Regions from separate parts of the Arabidopsis thaliana genome. Here region 2 is linked to region 1. Evidence: chromatin contacts called from public capture Hi-C data. All regions are on one chromosome and are shown on one strand. The core of a region is the stretch at or near the end of the contact, and the rest is flanking DNA. Distances in the headings are between cores, read along the strand shown.

What was found. Capture Hi-C pulls out chosen DNA fragments and counts their contacts.
Region 2: a contact with region 1 is called in a capture Hi-C map of shoot, with 5 times the contacts expected there. The contact joins the promoter of AT3G10180 here to the promoter of AT3G09970 in region 1. A contact is called at or near these places in 1 of 26 Hi-C or Micro-C datasets (root) and 2 of 3 other capture datasets (seedling and shoot).

What each region holds. Positions count from the first base shown.
Region 1 is chr3:3,060,966-3,066,418 of TAIR10.1, reverse strand. AT3G09970 (Calcineurin-like metallo-phosphoesterase superfamily protein) reads right to left here and starts at 2,683. Exons shown (of 4, transcript NM_111832.3): 1 at 2,096-2,683; 2 at 1,691-1,758; 3 at 1,332-1,511; 4 at 842-1,252. The coding sequence starts at 2,606. The coding sequence ends at 1,082. It overlaps AT3G09960 (Calcineurin-like metallo-phosphoesterase superfamily protein), which reads right to left and starts at 4,474. Exons shown (of 4, transcript NM_111831.5): 1 at 3,913-4,474; 2 at 3,564-3,631; 3 at 3,234-3,413; 4 at 2,825-3,134. The coding sequence starts at 4,429. The coding sequence ends at 2,964.
Region 2 is chr3:3,152,750-3,158,202 of TAIR10.1, reverse strand. AT3G10180 (P-loop containing nucleoside triphosphate hydrolases superfamily protein) reads left to right here and starts at 3,388. Exons shown (of 32, transcript NM_111853.4): 1 at 3,388-3,685; 2 at 3,785-3,874; 3 at 4,051-4,169; 4 at 4,292-4,405; 5 at 4,489-4,570; 6 at 4,760-4,827; 7 at 4,905-4,979; 8 at 5,069-5,214; 9 at 5,310-5,412. The coding sequence starts at 3,559. AT3G10190 (Calcium-binding EF-hand family protein) reads right to left here and starts at 2,980. Exons shown (of 1, transcript NM_111854.5): 1 at 2,016-2,980. The coding sequence starts at 2,894. The coding sequence ends at 2,265. It overlaps AT3G10195 (Putative membrane lipoprotein), which reads left to right and starts at 1,192. Exons shown (of 2, transcript NM_001035590.2): 1 at 1,192-1,275; 2 at 1,377-1,652. The coding sequence starts at 1,227. The coding sequence ends at 1,573. It overlaps AT3G10200 (S-adenosyl-L-methionine-dependent methyltransferases superfamily protein), which reads right to left and starts at 731. Exons shown (of 7, transcript NM_111855.4): 1 at 444-731; 2 at 1-247. The coding sequence starts at 585.

The sequences.
Region 1 (5,453 bases), core at 1,434-3,933:
AAGTTGAGTATTTCTAGGATTGGAATTTCGACTGTTGACATTAAACTATTTATCATATACATTGAGTTACTACATAAACCTTTTTACCGAAAATTAAAATCCACTCCTAAGAATCAATGTACACTTGATTACTTGAATGACCCAAATGAACGAAACTTTCTATTAATGTCAAAAAGATGATCTGTTTTGACATAAACAAATAATTGCCAGAGAAAGAAGTGATCTAGTCTAGATTGCTGTCTGGAAATTCTTTGGTGTTGTATTGTACCAACAGAACTCTGTACATAATATTGTCGAAACTCGTAATTATGGAAATCTCGTGTCGAATTATTTTGTCACATATTTAATATATAATGTACACACATTCCTTCAGCTGAACTACTAGATTCTGCGTCAACAACCATATTTTAACTGAAATAAATAACATAATCCAGCAAAATTGTCCAACTTTCACGTTACATACATTTAACCAAAACAATTTCAATATTTATTTTTTATAAAAATCATAGAAAATGATGTTCTTAATTTTGTCAAGTTGGATGTCGCAATTTTTTCGGGTTACATCAGAATACCATTGTCCTAGAAAAAGTTACTAGTTTAGTCGAAAAAAACTTGATGGTTTATCAACAAATCGAGTCGAATTTTGGTTATCCGCTTACTTAGGCTTGGGAATTTGTTCATATACAAAATCCGATTCACGTGAACCAACCGAAGTAAACAGCTGTCATTGTTTTATACTAAAAATTAAGTAAGCATGTGTTTGCACATTCTGACAACTCCTTTTCTTATCTGTCCTTTTTTGCCTTTTTATTGGGCCCATTTTTTGTTTTTTCTAATAGTATTGCGGAAAAATAATTTCGATTAAAAATGGATTATAGCATGTTTTGTTTGGGCTTTTTTGAACAACCCAAAAGATTTCGAGCTACATTACACCACTAGACCGCTTCCAAAATCTGGGCTTACTCTTTCAGAGGCCCATTTATTTTCTTTGTAAGAAAAGTAAATTCAATTTAGTGCTAAACCTTACTACATTTATTTTGAAATCAAAATTGACTTTGGTACAATAGTAGATGAGAAAAACTTAACTAGACAAATTATCGGTGTCACGGATAATCTTCTTGGAAGGAAGAACAATTGCTGCCACTGGTTTATCCGGGAATCCACCGCCTTCATCGATGATCAATCTCATACCATCGATGTGAAGTTTTCCATGGTGCCCGCTAACAACAACAGTATGTTTATCATCCAGCTCCTGAAGAATGTTTCAGAGAAAGAGATTTCAAAAACTAAGGAAGATCTTAACACAAAGTTTGATTCTTTCGATGCCTTACCTGTGGGATGTCCCAAACGTTTTTCCTACCACTTAGATGTTGTATTTTTGAGATGCTAGTGTCTTTAGCTCTCAAAAGCTTCAGTTGTTCTTCTACGTTATTCCCTTTCTCTAAACCAGCATGTACGGCGATCAACTTACAATGCTTAAGCCCTTCCTCTGTTTCTATACAAACATCGTCCTGCAACAGAATAACCAAGTGGACTTATGATAGCTCCTTTGTTGGAATTAGCATGGATGTTACCATCTAAGGGGTTGCAAGAGATTAATCCGTAAGTCTAAAGTTCGAGTTTTGTAACCACTAAACTACTATTCCTACAAACATCACAGGGTAGCACGGTAGGAGAAAAGAGCCCGTACCTCTTCATGAACCCATACCATATTGGTCAAGAACTTCTTGTGACTCTCAGGTACTGCCTTCATCAAATCTATCAACGGAATAGATAACAAACAAGTATTAAAATGTCATCATTTCATCAGCACAAAGATGAGACTCATGAGAACATGTAAACTCCAAATCGAGAAAGATTCAAACTTTAGCCAACCACGTAGCTCTATATTGAAATGTGAACAGATCCAATCGTTGCATGACCACCAAATTCACAAGAATGACTTGTACGAGAGAATAGAAGTGTGTACAGATTCAATCGCAGCTTAAATAACCAAATTTCACAAACAACTTCAACCAGCTTACAAGTTTCCACCAAATGTAATAACAAATTAAAACCTATGAAGAACCCAAAACACAATGATTGAGAAATTTACCAGAAGATCCATGTGGAACGCCATAAGATTCAAAAGTCGATCCAGCATCGTAAATCGATCCTTTATAAGCCATCCCTTTCACAGAATTGAACGTAGCCTTAATTTTACCAGCCCATCTTCTACCTTGAAGATGCATATCTTCGAACCCTTCACCTGTATACCATCCTTCTGTCTCCTCACTTTTTGAGTACTCCTTCCACGTATCCTTCAAATCAGATCCATCTGAAGGACGAGGCAACAAACCTAAGAACCCAGAGAAGGCAAAGTCATGGTTCCCGGCGAGAAAGACATGAGTTTGATCGGGATGTTTCTCCGGCAGAGAGATTAAGAAATCGATGACTTTTCGAGTCTCCGGTCCACGATCGCAGTAATCGCCAAGGAATATGACGAGAGCTGAGCTGAAATCTGATGGGTCGATGGCAGATTGGAGATTAAGCCAGAGGTTATTGAGCTTTGATATGTATCCATGGATGTCTCCGACGCAGATCACCGTTCGTGGTTTTTGCGCCATTAGTCTCTCTCTGTTTCTTGAAATGATGATAATGTACTTGTGGGCTTCATGGGCCTTTGGCTATATATATTATTTCGAAATAATAACATGTTTTTTTGGTCGTCTAGTTTTTCTTAGCTTCTTCTTATCTCCTTTCTAAGTTGGTGGTTCATAAGCTAACAACATGCAAAAGAATTTACAAGTTTCAAAATTTTTTTTCATAACAGTGTTAAGTAGTTATACCATTTTCTAATTTTGGAAAAAAATTATCAAGTTATACAAGTAGCGGAAAAGACCGAAACACTAATTAAAAAGTAACAACAGAACAATCACAAAAACTACTAGAAGTTTCAATTTTAATATGAAGACATGATATACTTAATTGGAAAAATTATCGGTGTCGCGGATAATCTTCTTAGAAGGAAGAACAATTGCAGCCAAAGGTGTATCGGTATATCCACCACCTTCATCGATGATCAATCTCAAGCCATCGATGTGAAGTTTCCCATGGTGGCCGCTAACAACAATAGTCTTTTTATCATCCAGTTCCTACAGAGTATGTTCCAGAGCAAACAAAGTCATACAAAGAGATTTCAAAAGAGAGCAAGATCTTAATACAAAGTTTGGTTCTTTCAATGTTTTTTTTACCTGTGGGATCCCCCAAACGGTTTTCCGACCAGTTAGAGGTTGTATTCTTGGGATGCTTGTGTCTTTATCTCTCAATAGTTTAAGCTGTTCTTCTACGTTATTCTTTGTCTCTAGACCAGCATGTACGGCAATCAACTTACAATGCGTAAGGCCTTCCTCTGTTTCTATACAAACATCATCCTACAATAGTATCAACAATATGATAACTATTACTACATGTACATTTTCCTACAAATTTAGCTTATGCTTTCTTAGACAAAAAGTATTTGCTTTATAACAACTCAACATTTGTTCCTAAGAAACGTCACATGGTAGGAGAAAAGCCCTTACCTCTTTATGTACCCAAACCATATTGGTCAAGAATTTCTTGTGACTCTCAGGTACTGCCTTTATCAAATCTATCAAGGAAAAGAAAACAAACAAGTTTCAAAACCAATACCAATAGATTCAAAACAGTTATAAAATTTCATAATTTCACTAGTACAGAGATGAGAACATGAAAACTCCAAATCGAGAAAGATTCAATTATATTTTTGGTTAACCAAAGATCCAATCATTACTTATTTGACTGATCACCAATTACATGATCGATCACTTGACCTATATTTACAGTTTCCGACAAAGACAAACGTCTAATCATAAACTATAACCAGAAAGAAGAATCAATGGAGAATGTCACCAGAAGATCCATGAGGAACGCCATAAGATTCAAAAGTAGACGCCGCATCGTATATTGATCCATTATACAACACTCCATATGCGGAATAATCGAACTGAACCCTAATCTTTCCCGCCCATCTCCTGCTTTGGAGATGCATATTCTCAAACCCTTCACCTTTATACCATCCTTCTCTCTCCTCACTTTTTGAGTACTCTTTCCACGTTTCCTTAAACTCAGACCCATCTGAAGGGCGAGGTAACAAACCCAAGAAGCCAGCAAAAGCAAAGTCGTGGTTTCCGGCAAGAAAGACATGGGTCTGATCGGGATGTTTCTCCGGCAAAGAGATCAAGAAGTCGATGACTTTTCGAGTCTCCGGTCCACGATCGCAGTAGTCGCCGAGGAAGATGACGAGAGCTGAGCTGAAATCTGAGTTTTGGATATCGGATTGAAGATTAAGCCAGAGTTTATTGAGCTTTGATATGTTTCCATGGATGTCTCCGACGCAGATCACAGTTCGTGGTTTTTGGGTCATCATTAGTCTTGTTTCTTGCAATGCAATCAATAATTCTAAGCATTATTTGATTCGATGATGTTTGATAGTTTTGTCAACAAAAGTCAACTGTTTCAATGGTTATGATTACATAAGGTACTTCATCGCAACCGTCGAAATCTTCGCGTGTAAACATTTCAGATCGTACGGTCAAATTCCTATGTACTCAATGACTTTTCTTCATTATTTCATAAGAAAAAAAAGACTAATTATTATTCACATTACTATTACAGCATCATACAATTCTTCAATTCTCTCAATCGCTCTTCTTGATTCTCTCGTGTAATTATTATTCTGTAATTGCTCTTTTTGACATAAACATGTTTTGGATATTGTTGTGTTGTGTGGAGTATAAAACGGATTAATTTTCTTATAGCGGAAAAAACTGGGATGATGATATTAGCTGGCTTTTTAACTGTAATAAGATATCAATTAATTTGTACTTTCGTAGTGCATGTGGTAATTAACATAAAGTTTTAGGAGGAATCAATTAATCCATGGCAACATGTGGTAATTAAACCAACTCCATTTTAAAAATTCTTATAAACTACAATTTATATAAGTCAATTTCCTGACACCGGAAGTATTTTTAAATATTTTATCTCAAATTTTTATTACTTATTTCGATGGTGGTTCAAAGAATATATACTTGCCCAGAGCATAGCATGTGGAAAACATTGGACTGACTTTTGAGGCATAACTTTTTTTTTTAAAACGCCAACAGAAATTTTTCTTCATGATATATTGATATGCTTACTAGTTTCTTCACGTCCCTAATTCATTAATTCTCTTACGTTTTCTGGTTTGTGTAAATAATATACATTCTTTTTCTTTGGGCAAAAATATAATATTCATTCTTAAACGGAAAGTAACATGGTATAATTGAATGAGACGGTGACGTATATACAGCCAGACTGCAGTAATAATATTCGTGAATCGTGATTATAAATTCATAATTACGTACATCTCCTTCTTAATTAACTTACTCACGCAATTCCATTCATGGCTA
Region 2 (5,453 bases), core at 2,139-4,638, 91 kb before region 1:
GGTATCTTATAATCATTTGGCGGAGGTACCAAGCAAAAAAGGCGGTGCTCGAGTGGCGGGCAATGCCTTTCGAGGTCTTCTCTTCTAGAAAGATTCAAGCTTGGTAGCAGCTGATGCACATAGGTGACATTGTGACAAGGTATATACTCATTGAACTCCAGTGGACACACATTCATCCCAGATTCAGGTATGACTAGTGGTAATCTTCTATAAGTAAGCTCAATTTTGTTTGCAAATTTGGAAGAAGCTGCAACAACAACAAGAATCACTCTAATTATTTTGACTGAGCATTGATAAATTTAGCCTCGAGAGACCAAAACTTAGCCAAATCTACAAGAATCCAACCGCATGCAGAAAAAACTTTTGAAGAAGGAAGAACAGAGTGATCCTTTTACCAAAAAAAAATAAAGAGAGAGAGAGAGTGAGAGTGAGAGAGTAGGGACCAGAGTGAGAAGAAGGATGAGAGACGTAAATGGGTTGGTTGGTTCCGAAGAGAGAGCCAGTGTAAAATGATCCAACCATAAGAACGAGAGCCACCATTATCGTCTGCCCGGATCTCTCTGCACCAATTACAGAACCTCTCATTGTTTCTGTCGCTCTTTCTTCTTCTTCTTCTTCTTCTTCTTAAAGGAGAAGTATCTATCGTTTCTTCGTGTTCCTCGGGATTCGTTTCTACTTTACTTTCGAATCCAAACAATGGATCAAGTAAGCAGAGTGAGAGAGTGGTCTTCAGCCTTTGAGACTTGTCACGTCCTCACTTAATCTACGTGTCAAAACAGTTTTATTTAGATGAGTAATATCTTCAGAAATTAATATCTTTAATTTTAGTAATATATTATTGTTTTTTCGTTTTTTTTTTCTTTTCTCTATTGCTTTAAATTTTGAAGTTTCCATATTAGGACGATTCGGAGATTATGAAATTGATTTGAATATTTAAGTTATGAATTATGATACTTTCTTGAATTAATTCTATCTCGTAATCTCTAAATTCTTCTAACGATTCACTGTTTGGAAACTTAACAATCACAAGTTGAAAAAGAATATTCGTTGACAAAATAATTAAGGAAATACTTTAGTTGTTGACCAATTATTTTGGACATGTATTTAACTGATATATATCCTATTAGATTTGAACAAAGACCAAACCATTAATCACGAGTTGTATAAATTACAAGGGACACCTATGAATCCAAAAATCCATCTTCAATCAAATAAGTGAAAAAAAAATGGAGAAAATTTCAGCATTCTTCGTCATTCTCTTCCTTGTCTCGTCGTGTAAGTAATTTATGTCAATCTCGATATATCAAACACTTATTATGGTTTTCAATATCATTAGTCCTTAATTTGCTTATACTATTGAACGTATATATATACAGGCTTGGTGACAATGAGTGTTGGAGATATATGTCAAACGGATAGAGATTGTGTTGAGATTGGGATTCCAAGATGTAAGAGAACAGGAAAGATGCCGATTTGTTACAACGGATATTGTTGTTGTATCTGTTCTGCTAAAAGACTTCCTGCTTCTACTACTCGAAAACCTCCTTCTCCATCAACCTCAAAATTAGTCTGATCTGATATAATATATTTATGCATGTTGCTTTTATTTTAGCTGGGATTAAAGTAGTTAATTAGGACTACTTCATTACTTCACTATTATCTTCTTCACACGCATCTTTCATCTACAATGTATTTCTATTATCAATCATCCCTACGACTCATACATACACTGACGAGCTAAGTTAACATGGCCAATTGGTTTTTAAAACCTAAATATTATATACTAACATTTTGCAAAAATGGCAGTAGAATATAAGAAAATAGAAAATGGTACAAGAATCTTATATATTCAAAGGAGCAATGAAATTAAGAACATGCCTTTTGAGGAATCTGACAAATTAGACCATTGTTTTTCTTTCACAATTTAATGGAAAAATTATTGTGCCTCACATGTCCTAGCATTAATGGTATAAATGAATTTTGACTGAAAAAGCTGCAAACTGAGTAAATTCTCAAATCTAAATGCATCTTTATGCAATTTATTTAATTTAAGAATGGATTATATCAGAATCTTTATTATTAATTACTTCATACTCAAAATTTCATCTTTTCTTCGTTAGAACTACAGCTTATTCAGCTTAAAAAAAACACTAATTCCCAAGAAAACAAAAGATACTCGTAACCCTAGAACAAGGGCAAAAAGAGCTTCATAGGCATAGCAAAAACAAGAAAAAAAAAACTTTGAAAAAAAAGAAAAGGGAAGATCAACGCTGGAGATCCATCATTCGTGAGAACTCAGTGAAGCACACAAAACCATCACCGTCCTCATCAACATCTGCTATCATACGCTTACAATCATCTAACGTGCACCGTTCATCTCCGATGGTCGAGAAAACTCGTAGAAGCTCATCAGCCGAGATCAAACCGTCACGATCCGCGTCAAAGAACTCGAAAGTCTCCTTCAGCTCAGTCGAGTCACGAGCCGGATCTAAAGAGACTACACGACTCGCAAGCTCTTCAAGACGGATCGTACCGTCGCCGTCGCAGTCCACCTCTTTAAGCATAACGTTGATCTCCTCCTCCGTCAAAGGATCAGGACCTAGCCGGCTAAGTAACGACTCAAGATCGTGTCTAGAGACAGCTCCGTCGTTGTCTCTGTCTATCAACTTAAACGCTTGGAGAATCTCGACGTAGGAATAAGGAGAAGGAACCTCCGGGAGAATGCTAGTCGGGGTAACGGAACCGCCACCGCCATCACCACCGGAGTTTTTACAGTCTTGGCCGGAAGATGAGGAAGCGGATCCGAAGGAAAAAGCCGTGGGGGACTTAGAGACAGTGGAACGATCTTTGGATCTGATGAAGAAACGTTTTGGAATTAGTTTGGCGAGTTTCATAGTGTGAATTTAATGATTTGATGGAGAAAGTGAAGACATATATAAATGGGGGGAGTGATAAGTGTGAGAGTTTACCTATTGGCAATTTCCTGGAAGTTTCCTACTCAACTTTAACTTTATCGTTATTTCATTTATTTTTTTAGTGTAACTGTACTTAGTTAGATTAACCGAAAAGTACGAGTTTTAGTTGTCTTTAGTTACGTGTTTCAAGGATCTTTTTTTGGATAAATTATATGCAAACATTGAATATATGTATTCTAAAGTTTATCGATTCATAATCCTCAATCATACTAATTAAACAATTACAAACATATTCATATGCTTTGGTTAGAAGTTAGATTTATCCAAACCTTGTTTTTCTTTTCTTTTCTTTCTGAGACGTACATTATTACACTTGAACAAATATCCAAACTTTGAAACATTAATGAAATTACAATTTATCATAATCATAGTTCAAACTTCAACAAGGCGTAGTATTTTAAAATAGTTTGGTTGGGGAAGCGCGATTGTCTGGTGTATTAACTAACCGGTTCGATACGGTTTTTGAAATTCGATTTTTTTTTAAGGTAAACTAGATTTTGAGAGGGAGGGAAAACTAATTTCGAACACCTGAGAAAGAGATATTTTAGGTCTTACTTTGTTCGCCGGAGAAGATTATCGGAGAATGGAGAGAATCCATGTCTCAGTCAGAGCGCGACCGCTTTCGTCGGAGGACGCGAAGACAAGTCCCTGGAAGATCTCTTCCGACTCAATTTTCATGCCCAATCACTCTTCTCTCGCTTTTGAATTTGGTACTCTTTTTCTCAATTCCCTTCTCACTTCTCTATCCATTTTCTTCTCCTGCTTGCAATTTTCATACCCAAGCTCTCTCTATTTTCCTACAATAACAGATCGAATTTTTAGAGAAGATTGTAAAACTGTCCAAGTGTATGAGGCGCGGACGAAGGAGATTGTTTCTGCCGCTGTTCGTGGATTCAACGGTAAAATGCAGCAATTCTACTAATGGGTTTAGCTGATTTACTTAGCCCTTTTCGAATTGTTGCTTCAATTTTGATAATTTGGGGTTCTTTTGATTTGAATCTCCCTTGCTCCTTTTTTTGGGTTTCAAGGGTACTGAGTTTTTCGTTTTTGGCTAATGATATCTGCTCGATTGAAGGAACCGTATTTGCTTACGGGCAAACTAACAGTGGCAAGACGCATACAATGCGAGGCTCACCTATTGAACCTGGAGTTATTCCTCTCGCTGTACATGATTTGTTTGACACTATATATCAGGTTCATCCCTTTACATTCTTAGCATTAGTTGTTGTGAATTGGATTTTTCTAGTTTTGGTGTTCTTTGTGGGAAGGTATTGATTTGAGGAACAACTGTTTTTCTTTTTGCTCTATCCCCTTAGGATGCAAGTAGAGAGTTTCTGTTGCGTATGTCGTACCTGGAGATTTATAATGAAGATATTAACGATTTGCTGGCCCCTGAGCACAGAAAACTACAGATTCATGAAAATCTAGAGGTACTTATTGTATGTCTTCTTAGAATCCCCTGTAACCAAATTCTCTAGCGATTCTGATGTGCTTACCAATCTTAATGTTATAGAAAGGAATATTTGTTGCTGGATTACGAGAAGAGATTGTCGCTTCCCCTCAACAAGTCCTTGAAATGATGGAATTTGGAGAATGTACTTTCTGTTTTCTTCTCATTATTTTCTTTATTTTGTTTGTTTTAAACACAATTCTTGTGTTTTCTTCACCTGTGCACATGCATTTGTATAGCATCTCCTGGTTTTAATCTTCTGTCTCCAATCTTGGTTTCGCTAATATTGATTTAGTTGATGGATATTCTTTTGTCTTTGGAAATATAATTTCAGCTCATCGGCATATTGGGGAGACAAATATGAATCTTTACAGTAGCAGATCTCACACTATTTTTCGCATGGTAAATATGTATACTCAACCTTAGTGCTTAGTTTAATGTAAGTTGATTTTTAACTCGCCAGCTTTTTTATTAAACAGATTATAGAAAGTAGACAGAAGATGCAAGATGAAGGTGTTGGAAATTCCTGTGATGCAGTTCGTGTTTCTGTTCTGGTATTATTCCATTGGAACTAGTGTTTTTGTTCCCTTATATGCAACGTATTATTTTCTTTTTCAGCTTTCTTCTTTCTTACCATTTGTAGAATTTGGTGGATCTAGCTGGTTCAGAACGGGCTGCAAAAACCGGTGCAGAGGGTGTTAGGTTGAAGGAGGGCTCACATATAAACAAAAGCTTGATGACACTCGGGACTGTCATAAAAAAACTGAGTGAAGGAGTAGAAACTCAAGGGTAGGTTTTTCTTGTCAGTTTTGTTAGGGAACGAAGCATATGGTACATAAGCATTAAGTGTCTAATCTTATTGGCCTTTTATTTGGTTGAGTCAGTGGTCATGTCCCGTACCGAGACAGCAAGCTTACAAGGATCTTGCAGCCTGCCTTAGGTGGGAATGCCAACACAGCTATTATATGCAATATCACACTTGCACCGGTATGTATTAATCACCAATAATATAATCAGGATAAGCGAGG